2 separate regions of the Sus scrofa genome follow, and region 2 is linked to region 1. A link is a contact called in public Hi-C data. All regions are on one chromosome and are shown on one strand. The core of a region is the stretch at or near the end of the contact, and the rest is flanking DNA. Distances in the headings are between cores, read along the strand shown. Region 1 holds the start of MAFG (transcription factor MafG). Region 2 holds the start of ARHGDIA (Rho GDP dissociation inhibitor (GDI) alpha).

Region 1 (2,748 bases), core at 234-2,733:
GAAGGAGCTGGCAGCTGGTGATGACACCAGAGGAGACCGAGCCAAAAGGAACTCTTTCTTGCCCTCAGGGGCAAGTCTTTGTGGTTTAGTACCTCGAATTGAGGGCCTGACAAGTCAGGCCCTATACTCTGAGACTGGCTCCGTGCTGGAGGACACACCCTGTCCTCAAGAGCCCAGATGATAAGACCACTACATGCAGCCCTGCCAAGCAAAAGGTGACAGAGTGCTTTGGGATTCAGAGGGAAGCTACTGGAGTCTGGCAGGGAGGGTTTCTGACACCTTGATGCTCCAAGGCTCTAGGGGCCACCTGGGTGGCCTTTGTCGTTCCTTCAGTGGCACTGAATTCCCATAAGGATCCTGCCCTCGTCCCTGGCTCCTCCCTCTTTCAGCTCATCTGATCTCACTGACCTGTCTGGTGGGGGGGGGCGCGACCCTTCCTGACCTCACACCTGAGAAGAGACGTCCAGAATCTGGAAGTAGAATTGGGTCCCTTCAGTTTCCCTTCTTCCTTTCCAGACCTCTTTCTCTGGGGATTTTGAACAGAAGTGAGAAGTCCTTACAGAAAGTGTAGAAACTTTCTGTAAGGGTCCATGGGTCCATGGACGGGGACCTAAGCTCGGGGCAGACGCTGGTGAAACAGAAAGGAAAGGCGCACCCCCTACATCAACTATGAATTCAACAGATGCTTACTGATGCCCACATTCACCGCACCCACTCTGAGCCAGACGGGTTCTAGGAGCCGCCTGAGCCCGGTCCCTCATGTGAGGTCTCGGGATGCTGGGTGAAGACAGACCACACTACTCAGAAGCCTTGGAGGCGGCCTTGAGCTTCGGACAAACCCTTCGCCTCCCTGAGCCTGTGGGTCTCCTGTGAACCAGACAGCTGTTCCTGGCAAGGCTGAGGCCCGCTCCGCAATTACGGAGGCAAGGCATGCAGAGCCTGCCGGGGAGTAACAGAAACACCATGAGGACCTTCTCCATAATGCGTACGGACCTCGGATCCGCAACAGAAAACCGGACACGTGGCCTTTGCAACGTCTGCGCACAAGCCTCAGGAGAGCTTCAGAGGACCACGAGGCCCCGCCTCAAAGGGGGCGTGGCCGGACAGGGAGCGCGCGCCCGGGCCAGTCCCGCGAGACCTCACCCATCGGGCGCGGCGCGCGTTGCCAGGGCGACGGCGCCCGGCGCGCAGGCGCAGTGCCGGCGCGCTCTGCCGCCCGCCGCCGCCGTCGCCGCCGCCGCGCCTTCCCCTTTAAGCCCCAGCCGGTCGCGTCGCCGCTTCATGAATGGAGCCCACGTGACCAAACATCATGTGACGTCTGAGGAGCGGCGGCGGGCGGCGGCGGCGGCGGCGGCGGCCGGCGGCGGCGGCGGCGGCGGCGGATCCCGAGCCCCGAGCCTGGTCCGGCCCGGCCTTCCAAGCGCGCTCGGACCGGCCCGCGCAGGCGGCGAGCCCCTACCCCGGGCCCGGAGCCCCCGCGCGGCCCACTCCCGCGCGGCCTCGGAGTGCCCGCCCCGCCCCGCCCCAGCCTCGGCCCGCCGGGCCCGCAGTGTGGTGGGTGAGTGCGGCGGCGGCCGGGCCGGGGCAGGGCGCGGGGCAGCTGGGGGCTCCGGGCCGAGGGCGGGCTTCCGCGGGGCCTCGGCTCCTTCGGGCGTCCGGGGCGGCGCGGGCCGGACGCTCCGAGCTTCGGCTCTGCCCCGCGCCCTGCTGGCGGCCCGTGCCTCGATTTCCCCACTAGTCAGAAGCGGCTTCCTGCCCTTGCGCCTGGGGTGCTCGGGTGGGCGCGGGGGTGCCCACAGGGGCGGGGCGGGGCTTGCGCGGGCTGGCTTGCTGGGCCGGGGCGTCCTGGAGGGAGGGGCGGCCGGGGTGGCGGGAGGAAAGGGTGGGGTCGATCGGGGAGCCCAGGGCTCCGCGGAAGAGCCTGGCCGTCCCAGCCTGAGCTGCTGATTCATCAGGTGTCTGTGTTAACGCCTCTCGGACGCGGGGGTCCTTGGAGGCCGGGGGGAAGGGGGCGGCACGTGGGGGGTGGCTAGGAAGACCCTCCCCGCGCCGACTTCGCTCTGTCACACTCGTGCCAGAGCCCAGAGGGAGACTTGCTGAGTCATCAGCATGAGGTCACTCGATGCTTGTCCTGATGCCTGGGGGGATTTGAGCGAGGGGCTCGAGAGGCTGGAAGCGAGAGGTGAGAGCTAAACCAGGGAGTGGGAAGGGGCTAGGCCCCAGGCTGGGGTGCCTGCTTAAGTTCGGGCTGATGTGCGTGTTGAAGGTTTGGGGGGTGAGTAAATGGAGGGACCGCTATTCTTATTATTCTGGGGTAGAGGGTGAAGACCCTGGTCCGTCCATCCCCTCCCCGGCAGGCTTTTCTCAGGCTGCTGGTCCCTGACCCGCGTCTGGGACAGTTCCCCAAACTGGGAAATAGTTCTCTGAGTGAGAAGAGGGAGGAGCTTAGGGGGGCTGTGCTTGCGGGCTGGGAAGCCGGCTTTCCTTATGACTGGTCTGGTTGGCCAGGCTGGGCAGCCTCTGGGCGGGGAAGATGGGGAGACAGTGGGAGAAAGAGGGGTGCCTGTACCCGGTTTCTGGGTAACAGTGGACAGGGCAGGGGGCATGTAGGTGCAGCTCTACCAGGAAATTGCCAATGAGAGGAAGCAGCAGGACTTAGACTTCAGGGGAGTTGGTGTCTGGTGAGCAGGCCCTGCCTCTCTTCACAGCCCGCCGTGGGGTCTGGCTCGAGGCTGTGGGTGGCGGTAG
Region 2 (2,979 bases), core at 320-2,819, 44 kb after region 1:
AACAGACGATGTATGTAAGAGCCTGGTATTTTTTTAAAAAGCACTTGGGGGAGTTCCCGGTGTGGGACCCAGCGAAAACAAATCCGACTAGGAACCATGAGGTTTTGGGTTCGATCCCTGGTCTCACTCAGGGGGATCCGGAGTTGCCCTGACCTGTGGTGTAGGTTGCAGACTAGGCTTGGATCCCGTGTTGCTGTGGCTGTGGTGTAGGCCAGCAGCTGTAGCTCTGATGTGACCCGCAGCCTGGGAACCTCCATATGCCACGGCTGCGGCCCTAAAAAAAGCGAGAGAAAAAAAAAAAAAAAAGAATAAATAGGAGTTCCCCTCGTGGCACAGTGGTTAACGAATCCGACTAGGAACCATGAGGTTGCGAGTTCGGTCCCTGCCCTCGCTCAGCGGGTTAAGGATCCGGCGTTGCCGTGAGCTGTGGTGTAGGTTGCAGACACGGCTGGGATCCTGCGTTGCTGTGGCTCTGGCATAGGCCGGTGGCTACAGCTCCAATTCAACCCCTAGCCTGGGAACCTCCATATGCCGCGGGAGCGGCCCAAAGAAATAGCAAAAAGACAAAAAAAAGACAAAAAAAAAAAAAAAAAAGAATAAATAAAGTAAAAGGCACTTGGGTTACTGGAAAGCAGTTTGGCAGCGAGGCAGGACGCCCGGCTCTGGCGTTGCAGCTTCCAGTAACAGGACGCCTGCGAAGCACATCCCAGGAACCAACCAGCTTGGAATGCTCTGCCTTTGGCCAGCTCAACTTTCTACACAGAAAGCTGACAGTATTCCCCAAACTGGCGCAAGTTGAGACATTTCCAAAAATACTAAGATCAGTATTTCGCAGTTCTATCGCTTCTACCGCCTAACAAGCCGATGCGCCATCCAGGTGAGCGTACGTGACCGCGCCGTGGAGCGGAGGGCTTGGACCCCACGCGGAGAGACGAGCGCTGGGGGCCCTCGGCAGCGCGGGCTCCATCCCGCCGGCCACAAATCACGCGCGCCCCCAGCCCCGGCGCTCCGGGTGGAGACCCCGGGGGACGGTGGCGGCTGAGCCAGGGGCTTCCGGAGTCACGAGCGGCACAGAGCCGCTCCCGATGCTGAGTTTCTCTTCGTGAAGGAGCGCTCCCGGCAGGGCGGCCAAACGCTGACGGGTCTGGAAAGGAAGGAAAGGCAGGGACGGCGCGCTGGTTTCGGGGACGGGGGCTGCCCGACTAGCGCGTCCCCGCGGTGTGACGGCTGCGTGCCCGAGAGACACGCCTGCGCCTCGCGTGCCACGCCCACCGTCCGCGAGCCACTGCCTCGCCCCTTTAGCTTGCGGGTTGACCCGCGGGGACGCCCCGGACCAGGAAACGCAGGTGCCAAAGGGCGCAGAACCCCAACCCTACCGGCCTCCACAGGGCTCCCCGCTCGCTGCCCACGCGGGACGCGCCCACAAGCCGGGATCTCAAGATGGCCGCGGCGCGCTCCCAGCAGCCCCCGCGCACGCATGCGCTCTCCGGAGCCCGCCCGGCGCGAGCGGAAGTCGCGTGATCCCGGAAGTGGCCGGCCGGGCGCGCGCGGGTGGGGCGGCGACGTTCGTCATTCCGTGCGGGAGGGAGCGCGAGAGCGGCGCGGTCGAGGCTCCGGTGAGCGCGGGCGGCGGGGCCGGCTGGTGCGGTGGGCTAGCGGGCGGGGCAGCCGCGGAGGGGGAGGCGGGGGGCCGCGCCTTTGTTCCCGCCGCCCGCCCCGCCCGCCCCGCCCTCCTGCCTGCCCACCCGAAGGGTCTGCGCTGGGCGGGGGCGGCGGTGACAGCGGGCGGCGGCCGGGGCGCCGGGGCAGCCCACGTGCGAATCGGGGACGCCGGAGGAGGGAGGCGGCGGCGAGGGAGCTGGAAGGCGAGAGGTGGGGGCGTAGGGGCCGGGGGCGGGAGCTGGGGATGCACAGAGGTGCAGGCCTCTTTTGTGGTCGCAGCTCGTGCTCAGCGGCTCCCTCCTCGCCGGTGCACGCCAGCCTGCTCCGGCCGGACGCCCACTCGCCTGAGCCGTGTGGCCCCCGCGCCCCACCCCGCGCGCCTGCCGCGCCCTGTCCAGATTGCGGGCCCTGCAGGAAGTGCGCGCCGCGCGATCGCACTTAGAGGATCCTGTCGCCTGCGGCCGCGCTTGAGTGGCGTTAGGGCGTGAGCTTTCTAGAGGAATTCCAGAGGAAGCGACTAGGAGGTCTGGAAATACGGGCCGGGCCCCACCCTGCCTTCGGCGGCCGGGTGGTTCCGGGTCCCCCGCGGCCCTTTGTGAGATCTTGTCCGCGCGCACATCCCGGCTTTGGCTGTCTTTACGGACAACGGCGGCCCTGACCCACCTCCCACACCACCGAGTCGGGTCCGAGCGGGTTTCAGATACTGCTCGGGGATTCCGGGGGGGGTATGCGATGGTCATTCTTAGTGAAAGAAGACCAGTGGCTGCCCTATGCACTGCTCCTCTCTTTGATGGCACTGCTGCGAGCTCTTCTGGGCGAGGATCCCGAAGGGGGCTCCTGAAATTCCCACACGTCTAGAGCAGTTTCCAAATTCTAGGTCTCTGAACCCTCACAGCTGGAGATAAGGTTGGCAGACATTTAGGGTCCCTCGTCCATTTCAGGATTTATCTGTGCGACTCAGGCTAGCCCTGTCATCTGAGCCTTAGGAGAGCCTTGTGTTTGTAGGGTGAGAAAGAACTAACTTGTAGCCTGCACAGACATTTAGGACAGGCCTGAAGGAACAGACCGATCAGCAATAGTCAGTAGGAGGGATCTCTTGAGGTGAGCCCCTGGGCGATTCAGGACAAGCAGCAGGACTTGGTCCTGACCCTGCTAGGTAGGTCTGGGGTGCTGCTGCTTCCTGGAAGCAGGGGAGCTGTCCCTGGTCTTTGCAAGGGGCAGGCTGGGGCCTCTCTAGCCCTGGATACTGTGGACCTGGAATTGGGTCCCCTGAGGTGGGCAGGATGAGGAGGTGAAGGTGGCCCTTCTGGGCCTCGG

The links. Hi-C and Micro-C count contacts between places; a contact is called where the count stands out from the background.
Region 2: a contact with region 1 is called in a Hi-C map of liver, with 2.4 times the contacts expected there. The contact joins the promoter of ARHGDIA here to the promoter of MAFG in region 1. A contact is called at or near these places in 1 of 5 promoter capture datasets (liver), 9 of 47 Hi-C or Micro-C datasets (blood, heart right ventricle, liver and 3 more) and 2 of 2 datasets of contacts at active chromatin or transcription factors (alveolar macrophages and skeletal muscle).

What each region holds. Positions count from the first base shown.
Region 1 is chr12:1,067,591-1,070,338 of Sscrofa11.1, forward strand. It overlaps MAFG (transcription factor MafG), which reads left to right and starts at 1,484. Exons shown (of 3, transcript XM_021066420.1): 1 at 1,484-1,558.
Region 2 is chr12:1,111,826-1,114,804 of Sscrofa11.1, forward strand. ARHGDIA (Rho GDP dissociation inhibitor (GDI) alpha) reads left to right here and starts at 1,570. Exons shown (of 6, transcript NM_001201384.1): 1 at 1,570-1,616. It overlaps LOC110255935 (a long non-coding RNA gene), which reads right to left and starts at 1,479. Exons shown (of 2, transcript XR_002336921.1): 1 at 1,377-1,479; 2 at 1-1,144.